2 separate regions of the Zea mays genome follow, and region 2 is linked to region 1. The links are chromatin contacts, called in public Hi-C maps. All regions are on one chromosome and are shown on one strand. Each heading gives the region's core, a stretch centred on a gene start, on an enhancer-like site or on the middle of the called end of the contact. The rest is flanking DNA. Distances are from core to core; before and after follow the strand shown.

Evidence for each region. A called contact is a pair of places that touch in the nucleus more often than the background predicts.
Region 2: a Hi-C map of endosperm shows a contact between it and region 1, with 2.0 times the contacts expected there. The contact joins the promoter of LOC100501893 here to the promoter of LOC103627540 in region 1. A contact is called at or near these places in 6 of 25 Hi-C or Micro-C datasets (bundle sheath, ear, endosperm and 3 more).

What each region holds. Positions count from the first base shown.
Region 1 is chr5:203,412,204-203,419,205 of Zm-B73-REFERENCE-NAM-5.0, reverse strand. LOC103627540 (lysophospholipid acyltransferase 1) reads right to left here and starts at 2,937. Exons shown (of 8, transcript NM_001320891.1): 1 at 2,518-2,937. The coding sequence starts at 2,819.
Region 2 is chr5:203,929,959-203,936,230 of Zm-B73-REFERENCE-NAM-5.0, reverse strand. LOC100501893 (SPX domain-containing membrane protein) reads right to left here and starts at 2,551. Exons shown (of 11, transcript NM_001196532.1): 1 at 2,210-2,551; 2 at 653-725; 3 at 141-261; 4 at 1-24. The coding sequence starts at 705.

The sequences.
Region 1 (7,002 bases), core at 1,688-4,187:
AGTATTCACCACATGTGGAAAATAATTCAACCAGTATAACCTCACCCAAAAAAAAGTAGTGTATTAGATGCAACTTTCACATAATTATTACATATGTTGGAAGTTTCAATATTATCATAGAAAGGGGCTAAAATGACTGATTTCTCACTTCTCAGAATGTTTTGTCAGCGGCTTTCTTCTGATTTTTTACCCTCTCCTGGTTTACACTTCTAACCAGATTTCAGCCTAAATATCAAATTGATGTTCCAGGTAAATCGAATATGTTGGTGAAGTGCAGTTTTTGCAAGAGGTTGCATGACAGAACAAGGGGAGGCCCTAAAGGGAGTGTCAATTGATGAGAATGAAACTAGGATTCACCTGTGCTCAAATATTTAGGCTTCACTGGATGTGGGTGGTATACAACAGTGAAGGCCCTACAGTATAACTACAGGTGGGTTTGGATTAATCAGGTTACAAGAAGTACCAGTGTTCTTAAGGCGCCTAGGCGAGCAAGTGGATCAGACAGGCGCCTTAGCGCCTAGGCGGCGCCTAGGCGACGCCTAGGCGGGAATGGCGAGCAAGGCGACCAGTTTTGCCCGGGCGCCTGGACGCCTAGGCGTCGCCTAGGCGACGCCTAGGCGACGCCATAAGAACACTGAGAAGTACTTCATTCAATGTATAAAATAGCAACAGTATAATCCTAAGATTGTTTTTAGTTATGAAAAAGTTTATGTTGAATTAATGTGTCCAATCCGAATTAATAGAACATGAGAATAGAATAATTTAGCAAATTGGCCGTGTCTTTGAATTATTCATGTAAAAAATGATAATATCATTAAAGCATACCAAAAAAGGCCACCCTTTTTCCTGGATATTTGGATGATAATTTAAAAATTTTGAATTATTTCAAACTGAAATATGGCTGGCATAGGGTGGTGATTCTCTCACACTGATGCATCATGCTCCTGCATTTTTCATGGCACCTTGACCTTTTTGCAATGTTGCACTTTGTTGCACCTACCATGCACAGTCCCGTCTTACGCACAAGTTAAAATAAGATCATCTCATTGCCTATCAAGGTTGCTTGCGTGTTCACAATATCTCTAGCTATTACACCCAAATAGGCACTACAGCATTGAACTATTCAAATACACAGTGTGTTTGCTTATTCATTGGAGCGGGCTGTATTTGAGAATGAGAGAAACCCTCAGAAGATGTAGCTTTAAAATTTGATTAGAGGTTTACTCTTTAGTCTATTCATGGTTAGCCAAACAAAGTTCGTAGAAACACAACTACTACTTGCAATGAATCATAAATACAATCTCGGTATTACTATTTACTTACCATACAAACCAAAATCAATCCCACATACAGAACAAAAAACTGGACCTGGTGACTTAAGATTTGAAGAAATACTTTTAAAAAAAAGTGTAGCTGATAAGGTTCCACTTTACTTCCAGTAATCCGTGTGCATGTTCGATTGAGTAAAACAACGGATACAGAGCCATATACATGACTCCCAGCGCATAACTCACAACAACTGATAGATTAGAGAGATTCAGCCCCAAATAACAAATAACTAAGACTTGCTGCAAAGGAAACTATACAAGTTAGACATGAAAAGACAATTGTTTGGTTGGATAGCTCAAGAACGGCTTGCAGTCATATACAGTGTAAATCACACGCAACTGTAAAAGAAAAACAGAGAAAAATGAATAAAGGAGCTCCACAACTTTCTGGTAGGAGTAGGACACTAATTTCAACTCAAAGTCTCAAAACTGTCACCTTAGTGTTAACATCAATACAGTAATACCAGTGATACATATGAAACATAACAACATATGACGGGTTACTGGTCAAATGTTAACAGGACCTAGAAGTCTAATATTTGGCTGTGTATAAAACAAAACAATATATGACGGGTTACTGGTCAAATGATAGCAGGTTTAGATGCTGAATGAGCAATCGAATTTTGAATGTAGATCCATGCAGCAGTTATGAACTCCAAGTGTATGTCACTGCCAAAAAAATAACTCAGGGTCTACGGGGATATGATTGAATTGGAACATGCAATCCATACATTATGAACTTCTATTCTAAGCCACTGCCACATTTTGTAGTTAACTAGAGCACAAGGGAAAATGACTAAACTATTCGAACCTATTCATTGGGAACAATAAGAGTTTCCCTATCGTAAACTTTGCAGGCATAGAGGCAAATTGGTGTGGAGTTAATGCAAGACTACAGTTTGCCCCCTTCAAAATCTTACTTCGTGCAGGACCATAAGACTCTAGAACAAATGTCCAAAACACTCATCAAACAACTCGAGAACCACTGCTGGCGCCACCACGCTCCCTTGTTTAGTCCACAATTACTATGTTCTCATCCGAATAAAGTGCAGTCAATGTAATCTTCGTGTTCGGTTGTACTCAGATTTCAACGCACGAGTACGGGACCGCTGTTCTTAATCGCCAGAAACTAGGCCCCGGTATCAATCCGCTAGAGATTGTAGACAGAGGATGGAAGGGAGAGTTTCACCATGCGATGAGGAAGCCGAAGGCGCCGAGGAAGGTGATGAGCCCGGCGTGGCGGCGGAACAGGAGCATGGCAAGGTAACCGAGCGTCATGGGCACGACGAAGAGGAGGTTGGAGGTGGCCCCGAAGGAGAGGTAGGAGAGCGTGGCACCAGTGAGCCCCGCGTAGAGGTGGCGCCCCATGGCGCCGGGCACCGCGCGCCACAGGAGGCCCGTCGGGATGGTGGCCGCGAAACAGAGCAGGAACCGGAGCACGGGCACCGACACGCCGATCGACCCCGCCATCGCCTCCATCTCCAGCCCCATCGTCGTCGTCGCCGTCGCCGCCGCCGCCGCCGAGGGTCGAGGCGGCCAGATGCGTGCACGCGATAGAATATGGAGGAGGATTTGGTCCGCTTGCTCGCGGTCGGATGCAAGCTCCGATTCCGAGCGGCGTGTGTGTGTGGGTGTGGTATATGGATGCGGCAGCGGGCCAGGCGGCCAGCGGCAGACATGTCGAAGACAATCTTGTAGAAACCCCCTTCTGTTTTCGATTAATATTTTTTTGTAAAAGTAGGGAAAATCACTCAAATTTGCCCTCGATCAATCCTTGACTGAAGCATGGTCCAACCATGAACCAGGAGTTCAGGAGGCAACCTTGTCCTTTTCGGTGGTTACAAGTGAATTTCCGCGTATCCCAAGTCCCAAGCGTGCTTCATCACGTTTGCTCAACGAGCTTCTCGTGAATTCAAGGGGAACTCATGGTATATGCATGGGTTTATTCTAACTTTACTACTAGCACAAAAATAATAATTTGCTTGAATTATTGTTGAGCACTTGAGCTAGCGAAAAAACCAATGATGGTGCACAATACTAGCCAATAGTTTTAGACTTTTAGTGTACACGAAAAACAAGCGGTCATAATAGTTCGTTACTTTTGAATTTTGGATTTGTCCCACTATGTCCACACGATCCGTACAGTTCAACGGTTATGCGGTAATACAAGTTACGCATTGTTTGGATACGCTATGGCTAATAGTTAGCCACAAAATTTAGTTAAAATACATAAACAACTCAGCTAATAATTTAGCTTTATGTACTTTTAGCTTAGAACATCCAAACATCTCAGCTAATAGTTCAGTTATCAAGATAGAATGTCATGTTTTACCACGACCCCATAGCTCCTTCCTTACGAAGCTATCGATAGCTGACCCTCACTTTAGCCTATAAAAAAAGGAGGTTGACCGCTTATAAAAAGAGGGAGGTTGACCAAGAGACATACAAAGACACGTATAGACGAACGACCACACCAGAAGACCCTGAAAGGACCATGGAGGCCGAATCCAAGAAGCGAACCACCACGATGTCCAAAGCTCAGTAGAAAGCACCAGATTCGTAGTCCTTAGGTAGTTAGGTCTAACCACGTATAACAAACTTGTGAGCTCCTCCCCCTCTCGATCGTCTGTAACCTTTACTATAAGTATTGAGCAATAAAGGTGTCGTAGATAGAGTCACCGAAGACTGGATATAGGGACATTCTACCCAACCCAGTATAAATCTCATACCCACTGGACATACCATCCGGACCACGAACGCGCACAAACAGGAGGTGTTTGATTTATAGAGACTAATTGTTAGTCTCACCATTTTATTTATTTAGTACCTAAATTAATAAATACGGAAATTAAAACTTTATTTTAGTTTTCGCATTTAGCAATTTAGGACTGAAATGGAATAAAATAGAGTGACTAAAAATTATTCACTAGAAACCAAACACTCTCTTACTGCCGTAGCTGGTTCGAAACACCGACAATTATTGTACCAGTTAAAAATCAGGTGAGGTGATTTTCTATATTTATCTGCTTATGTATAGTTGTTGTGATTTCTCTATAACTGAAGCGTCTTGTACGTTTTCTTGGTTTTCTTTTTGAAAATTAGGAGCCTGCGTGGGTGAAAAGCAAATCGTGTGCGATATGTACGTTTATCGAAGATTCGAAGGTGCTGCCGGACGGCCCTCACGATGTCTAAATCCTACTAGCTCCGTCCCCGGCCCTATGGCTATGCGGTCCGAAGACAGGGTAACGTGACGTGCGCTCATCTGCCAATTCGTTTGAGGTTTATACAGCACATCACGATCAGGAACAGTGGCAGCGACATGCCTGCTTAGTTTCTATCTTTATATAGTTCGGGACATCAAGATGGATAAAATGAAACGTGTAGAAACCGGAGCACGGTTCATCGGGAACATCGACACAATTCGGTAGGCCGTGGATCGCTGTCACGACCGTTGTAACCCGCAGCTGCCAAATGCTATCCTTAACTCCAAACGAAGTGTAGAGTAACGCGACGATTAGCTAGCAGTTGGCAGTTGCTTTCAACACCCGAAAACCGGGATGGCTTCGGACGATCGGCTCCGTCGGAGAAGAAAATCCGCGAATTTTGCGAGATTCAGAGGGGCGTTTCTAGAATCTCGCGTGAACAGTGGAGCCGTCACTTGTCAAGTTTTGTCCCTCGCGATCGGATCCGGCGGCAGTCGGCAGAGCGATTGATGAATGCCGGACCGGCCGCCTGGAGCCTGCCTACCTGCAAGGCTGCAACTGCAGCAGCTTCGACTCGCGGCGGTCGGGGCCGCGCCTGAATTAACTGCGCCGCGCCCGTGCGCACAGCGAGGGCCGGCGGAGCGCAGCTGCGCAGCGCACGCGGCGGTGACCACGCTGGGATGCCGCGGCGAGGCCTGGTCCACGGAGCATGATTAGCAGGGCGCGATCCAATCCTGGCAATCCAACAACTTTGGAGGCGGGGCCGAGGAAGCTAGGAGCGCCAAACAGACGTGCGCTGAGTTTTCACAGCGGGCAAGGGAAACGAGGAAAGCCAGGAGCAGCAGATGCGCCACGGCCGCCGGTTGGCCAGTTCCGTGCGCTGGTACAGTATGTCGACCGGCGCAACAGAGGGACCACAACCATGTGGCCATGTACGTACACGAGTGCACTTGTCTAGAAAAAAAAAACATGCGTGGATTGGGATCGTCTTCGCCCTCCGAAGGTAGGAGGAGCACGCAGTCTGCAGTCAGCTGCTCTCCATCGTTAAAGGAATCGAACGGCTGTCACTGGCAGCAAATTGCCACTGCTTTGATGCTGGAACAGAATAAACCAAGTGCATACATGTTGACTCCGAATTTGAAGCCAAACACTATGAGTATAGCTCCTGACGATGCTTATGCATCTCTCTGTGTCACACTAGACGGTCCACGTGCAGGTCCGGACGGTCCGTGATGGCACAGAGCCGCTTCTGACGTTATAGAACCTTATATCTCGCCTCCCATGAGGGACCCTGTCGGGGAGAAGAGTTTCAATGGGTGCTCCGAGGTCGGCAGACCACTCGAGATGTCCGCAAACGGTGTAGAGTCGCATAGGAACGAAAAAATGGGTCGAGGAAAACTAATATTAAGGCTATGTCGGCGTTTCAGACCCCAGGGGACCCTCAACCGGGCCGACCAGTGAATTTTATCGCTGTGTGCCCCTGCCCAGATGGGTTGGCGCAAGATGGAACACAAGAGGGAAATGCGGCTCGTGTTATCTCGCACCAGGTGGTGCTCGTAGTAGGGGTTACAAGCGTTCGTGGGAGAGAGAGTGAGTGAGCGTGTTCGTTTGGCTCGTTCCTCCCCCCGCGCGACCCTTTTGCATGAAGGTCCTGTACCTCCCTTTTATAGATGCAAGGAGAGGGTCCAGGTGTACAATGAGGGGTGTAGCTTATGCGCTAACGTGTCTGGCAGAGAAGTGCCTGAGCCCTGTGTACATGCCAACGTGGCTGTCGGAGAGGTGCTAGAGCCCTGCGTACGCGATAACGTGGCCGTCGAAGAAGTGCCTGAGCCCTGTAGAAGCACAGCTGGCGGTGCTGCTGGGATCCTGCTGACGTCTCCTTGCTTCCGTAGAGAGCTGAGAACCACCATCGTCATGGACGCACGCGGGGAGCCATCATTACCTGTTACCGGGTCGAGCCAGATGGGACGCCGGTCTTGTTCCCTCGTAGCCTGAGCTAGCTAGGGGTAGGGTAATGATGTATCCTCTGTGGCGCGGTCGGTCCGAGCCCAAGGTCGGGCGAGGCGGAGACTTCTCCTGAGGCCGAGGCCGGGGTCGGGCGAGGATGTGATTCCTCCCGAGGCCGAGGCTAAGGCCGAGTCTTGGGGTCGGGCGAGGCGGAGACCTCCTCCCGAGGCCGAGGCCTAAGGTCGAGCGAGGCGGAGCTTCCTGTTGCGCCCGAGGCTGAACTTGCTGTTGTCAGCCTTGCCCGGGTGGCTGGCACAGCAGTCAGAGCGGGGTGAGCGGCGCTGTTTTCCTATCAGATCGGTCAGTGAAAGGGCGAAGTGAATGTGGTCACTTCGACCTTGCCGACTGAGGCGCACGTGTCAGGATAAGGCGTCAGGCGATCCTCGCATTGAATGCGCCTGCGAGGCGATTTGGCCAAGGTTGCTTCTCGACGAAGTCTGCCCGAGCTGGGCCTCGGGCGAGCC
Region 2 (6,272 bases), core at 1,302-3,801, 520 kb before region 1:
AAGAAATAGCACAATCTTTTCAATCTACGAGAAAGAAGCTTATGTGAACAAGCTGTTGGTAAGATAGCACCATGCAACTGAAGATGGACATTTTGGTGTTGTTAGTTGGGAGGTGGGGGTGGGGATAAGCTCAATGGTACCTGATCATCAAGCATCCTTGAGAACTCCTTAAGAACCTGGTCACGATTTTTTCCACCAGTTTGGGTCTGCTGTACATACTGTTTTACCTTTTTCTTCATCATCTTATAATTAATATAGTACCTGTAGAAAGCAGAGACAGAGAGAGAGAGAGAGAGAGAATAATGTTATGGATAATTTTTAAGGAAAAACTTGTTAATATTGTGAAAAAATGATGTATCATAAGAAGTGGAACTGAAGAGAGCTCTAGGTATACAGAACTATCGGGTATATAAAGAGTCCTGCAATTATATTTCTCGATTTTCATTGTTATTTCAGTATAGCACAATTAACAAAGAGCCTTATATATAGCTTGATGGTTCAACCTTCAGTTTCATTTCTAACCTCAAAGGTTCAAAGTAAGAGCAGCAGTACGGACATTTTAACTAAATATCTATGTATGCATATCTCTAGTTACATAATGAGACCATAGCTTAAAGTGATTGGAAATTTTCTGAGTGCCGAAGCAACTTACTCTCGCCACTCCTCCAACTGGTCTGCCATCAATTTCTTACCGAAATTAACCATCTTGGTTTCAGCACCTGAAACTGAAAAGGATGGTTATTATGACTCTATTTTCAGTCGAGTTGTATGCACTTAGATAAAAAAAAGACCGAACAATAAATCTTAATGAAGTCCCTGCCGTAATTTAATATAGAACACATCTTAAGTGCTAAAGTGCGGATCAAAGGTCACCCTGCATGAAGGCGAAAAATACCCAAAGCCCCACATGCCACTGACTAATTGGACAAAAAGGCACTTTACAGTCGAGAACCTAAGATAACATTGAAGTTTCTGGGCAAAGCAAAGTAAAATAACAAAAAAAATTCTAGACAGATCCAAAAGAATATGGCACGTGGCAAGCAAGGTGACATAGAATCGTCTAGTGACATTGCCGAATCAAGCCACTTTAGGATGCTCCTTCGCTGTCCAGGATATACAGTAACACTAATACACAGAAACGGCTCTAGGGACTCCCAAGAGCTAAGCACCTTTATGACGACATCCTTTACGATCTTCCTGAACATGCTACCCGTGGAGAGAACTGCCCATGTAGGGTTAATTTGGAAACTAAAATCCCCTAAGGATCCCTGCATTTTCCAAGGTGAGCAATCTCAGGGATATTGTTTACATAAGGGCTAGTTTGGGAACCACATTTTTTCAAGGGATTTCAATTTTTCTAGAGGAAATTAGTTCATTTTCCTTTGGGAAAATAGAAATCCCATAGAAAAATAGAGTTCTCAAACTACCCTAAGATATTTAGTTATTTGTGGAAAGTTTTGTCTCCCTAGATATATCTCCCCTTTGTTGTAAACCAGCCCGGAAATTAGTAAAGCCCTAGTGTGTCTGGATGGAAAGTGAAAGTGCAATGCATACTCTGTTTAAAAAAAAGGACCAAAAAAGGAAAGAAAAAAAACAATTATATTTGGACTTAACATGCAGTTGGTATTGCGAAAGTGAACTATCAGGTTAAACGATCATGAAAAGACCCGCACAGCAGAGGATTGTTACTCTGAAAAAATAGGGACACACTAGCGTGAAAGTTATTTTTTATGGAAAACGAGTGAATGAAAATCACCATGTTTTTTCCTTTAGAATATATACGCAATCTTAAGAAGAAAATAATTGCATCTGAAGATGTTTGCTTCATCAGTGTACATACAAACTGGTGCAGCCTCTGATCTCAACCGGGGTGTTATGATTCCGTAACAATTTAACAAAAATGACATGCATGAGTATAGAATGTATTCATTTGGAAATGATTGATGATGTGTTTTGTTACTTCTCTCTGTTCATTCAGACATTCACCATCACTCGTTTGTTGAGATAGTGAGAGAGCGAAAAAAAAGGTAGCATGTACTGTCACCACTAATGAAACAGAAAAAAAAACATAACTAAGTTCCAAGCGCAGCAGACAAAATGGCAAAAAAAAACGAAGTTGAGAGTTGAATGTCGAAATTCCGTACATGAGGAGGGGAAGCTAAAACTTATTTCGGGTTTAAACAGGGGAATAGCAGAACAGATGGCTTACCGTGGCCACGTTTTTTTCACGTACGAGCTAGGGCGTGCGGCTCGTCAACTCCTGCGATCCTGCTAGATGACCATCAACAAAACTCGATCGCGCACGCACAGGACCGGCAAACGGAGGCAATTTGTGTGCTTCAGCTGGGTACCGTCAAATCAAAGCAGAGAGAATGCAAGCCCTATGGAGACGGACGGGCATACGGCACCAAAGCCAGGAGCAGGGGCGGAGCGATCGATCCGGCGAGACGAACGGCACGGCGATGAGGGCTTCGGGAGCTCGTGCGCTACAATGGCGCGTGGGCGAATGTTTGGCGAATGCAATGGGCTTGTGTGTGTGTGTGTGTGTCAGTATGTGCTTGGCGTTGGAGATGGGAGGGAAGGAGGCGGCGGCAAGAGGTATTTATAGCGGCGACGCGGCAGGGAGAGAGAGAGAGAGAGAGAGAGAGGACGGAGGGGAGGAGGTGTGGACGGAGGGGGAGGGGGGCCTCGCCGGGGTTGTGGCGGAGACAGGCACTCTGCCCGCGGCCGTGTTCCTGCCGGGTCGCCGATGCGGACGTGGCGGATTCGATGGGACGACGCCTTTTGGCTGCGCCCCTGTGGCCAAAAATGCCTCGCCACCCCTGGCCTCTGCTCCTGACTCCTGTTTCTTTTTTCCTTTCCCCCATCTCCTTCCCGATTGATCGGTCGAGATGGTTGGATTTCGGCACGGGTTGGATTTCGACACAAAGAAACTTCCCTATAAAATATTTTTGAAAGCTTCCGCAAACAGCTTGCAAATTGCAATAGGTTCGTTGTAATCGATAGGAAAATTGAACCCACTATACTAATGACAAATAAATGAAATAGCAAAGTAGCATCAGAGATGGTTTATCTTTGGTCGCGATATTGTATTCCTTGAGCAGGGCACAACTTTGTGTTAATGCGAATAATACTAACGAAAAGTGTGATTTGCTTCATTCAAGAGAGCATCTTCAACAACGTGACCTATAAAAATGTCTTATAATTTAAAAATAAGTAAATTTTATAGAATTTAGGGCACCAACAAAACACCGCGCTCCAACAGTAAAGCCTCAAATCTAGATTATAGGGCAGCCCACTACGGTGTAGTATATTTGAGGCACTTGAGAGGGTGCTCTATAGTTTTTTGACAAAATTTGTTGAATTGAGGCACTGTTGGAATGGTTTTTCCTGTGTGGAGCCCTATATTTTGATTTAAGGCATTAGTTTGAGGCATTGTTGGAGATGCTCTGACATATCATCAAAGAGACGAAGGATGCGATTGCTTGTGAATTTTAATGGCCCTTTTCTCTGAATCGCTATAGTTCTTTTTAAATAAATGCAGACAGAAAGTTGTCGATTTTATTTAATAAAGAAAAGGATGACATAGACTAGGTAAACTAGCGCCCCTTCAAAAGGAGGTTGCGGAGAAGAATAGGACCACTACAATGGTTAAGACAACCCTACTAACAGCAAATCAATCGCAACACAACAATAGTTGCCGGCACGATGCCACGAGGTAAATAGGAACAGAGAGGGAGTACTTTCTAGTGCAACCTCGATGTAAAAGATTAGGACTTGATAAAATTAAATTTTCTATATTTTAGTTTCTTTTCAGATGCTGATAATTAAATATATTTTACTTCAAATTACAGTTTTAGTTTGCTGTAATTTTTATATACACGATCTATATTTTCTGTTTCAAACATAAAAAAACCGTTAAACGGAACCAAAAACTCAACAAGGCATGATTTGTGTTGGCAACTCGGCATAAAGACAATTATGCAATTTATAATTATTTTCTAGTAAGGACAAAAAAAATGATATGTTATAATATAAATACAAGTCACAAAAAATAGCATTTTATTTATACTAAGCCAGTGGTACAAGTCGCCTAAAATCATCTTGACTGAATTATACAGGACGAGTGGTAAAGTTTAAACACCTGAATTACTGAATTATATAGGACAGCGGTAAAGTTTAGATAGAGACTGTCACTCTGTCAGTTACTCAGGGAATAAACCCACGAATATTCAATATACCTACCCAAAGCTTCGTCGTCTTTGCCCGGAGGCAAGAGGCCAACCGCCTCTCTTTTTCTTTTTTTCTTTTCTCAAGTCCCCGTCACTAGCTAGTAGCTCCTCATCCTCATCTAGCTAAAAGCTGGAGACGATTTTTTTACAGAGAGAGAATCTCCGAAGATGCGGTGAACATGCTCCAGTACCTTTTTTTTAGAGTGAAATCTGTATAGTACTATAGTGCATTTGCTAGGGATTCCAACCGCCATATGTAACCCATTTCTATGATCTCGATCGGCCAAATGAAGTGCAAAGTGTGAACTTCGTTTATCTTCAATACAATCATAGTCTACGGAGTCCACTTTGTATTAATGTAAAGTTTCAGAACAAAGAACATCCTTTTCGCGCACATGTTAGTTGAATCGTTCATTACAAAAGTAGTGATGCTTTGATACTAAGGCCATAAGACCATGTTTGATCCTTCTGCCTAAATGTTTGCCAGTGGCTAATTAGTAGGTAAACAATTAGCTATGGTATATTTAGTCTTGGCTAATAGGTGTTTAAAATATAGTCTGTCAGCATCTATTAGTAATGTCAAATGTTTAGTGGGCAAACAATTTGCCAATTCTCTGGCCCACAACTTGCCAGTTCGTTTGAAACCCTAGGCGCTAAGCCGGCAGATTAAATTAGTTAATTTAGAGCATCTCTAAGATACTCTTTATTTTTGACTCTCTATTTGACTCTTTATTTGTCTCTCCATAAATATTAAACTCTATATATAACATCTCATTCCAACAGACTCTCCAAAATGCAATTTAGCTTGTCTAGCGAGAGTTGCTAGCAAAATTTTTGGCTAGTGAGGGAGTTAATTTAGAGAGCCAGATAGCTTAGCAAGTTAAATGGCTACTCTGTTGGAGAGCTATTATGCTATTAAGTAGCTAAAATTTAGCTTGACAAACTATTTAGCTAGTCTTTTGGAGATACTCTTATTAGCTAGTTCGTTTGAAACCCAAAGTGCGAAAATTAACCGATCACTTAGCTAATTTTGTTCTGTCCATATTTGTCTCGGAGAAGGCAAATATTTGTCATGACTACTGTGTGCTTGTGTGCTGGACGCGACGCATCGATCTTGTTCGTTGTTTTTCTAACCATGTCTCAAACTAAAATACAATGTTTTACGCAGAAAAAACTATACAATTTGGTTAAAATAAATCATTGGACACTCTATCTCAAATATACTACACCGTAGTGAGCCTTATAATTTAGATTTAATGTTTTGCTATTGGAGCGAAATGTTTTGTTGATGCCTTAAATTTTATAAAATATACTCATTTTTAAATTGTAGATCATTTTTATTGGTCACATTGTTGGAGATATTGTTGGAGATGCTCTTATGGCATGCATGTGCCAAATAGCTTAACAAAATTATACGTTATTCGAGCATGCGATTAAGAAGCAACATATGGTACTGCCAGCAAACAAAATACTTGTTCTGTCCGCAGCTTGATTATCCTAACGTGTCGAGATTCCAAACGGCCGCGTTTACCTCGCCCTGGTTTTTTCTTTTTTCAGATATACCGCTGGTCTGAAAGAAAACTCGCAACTTGCGACAAGAATACAAGCAGCTGACCATGAAAGATGAACCGAACTCCTCCCTCCGTCATGTTGCCTACTTTTTCCGCAGGAGGCTACTGTTGGGATGACTTAGAGAGTTGCCACGTAGACGTGTTCTTCTGGTCGTATCGCTGCACATGGGGCAAATACTAAAATCCCTGAAAACTGCTAACGGATGGCTCCTCTCCTAGATATTACCACAAAGAATCAGCACACTCGTCAGCACTGCATGTCATCGATCCTGTGAATGTGATGTTCCTTTTCCAACCTTTCCAAGCACTGCATGTCGCGGGGCCACTGTAGGATTTGTCATGACTCGTGATCTTGTGCAGTGGCCCTAGGACGTGCAGTGCTGCTTTCGGTCACATATTCTGTGACCACAATACTTTTGAATTTTGATTGGAAGGAGTTCTTGTTGATCTGCTGACAAGATCAACGTAT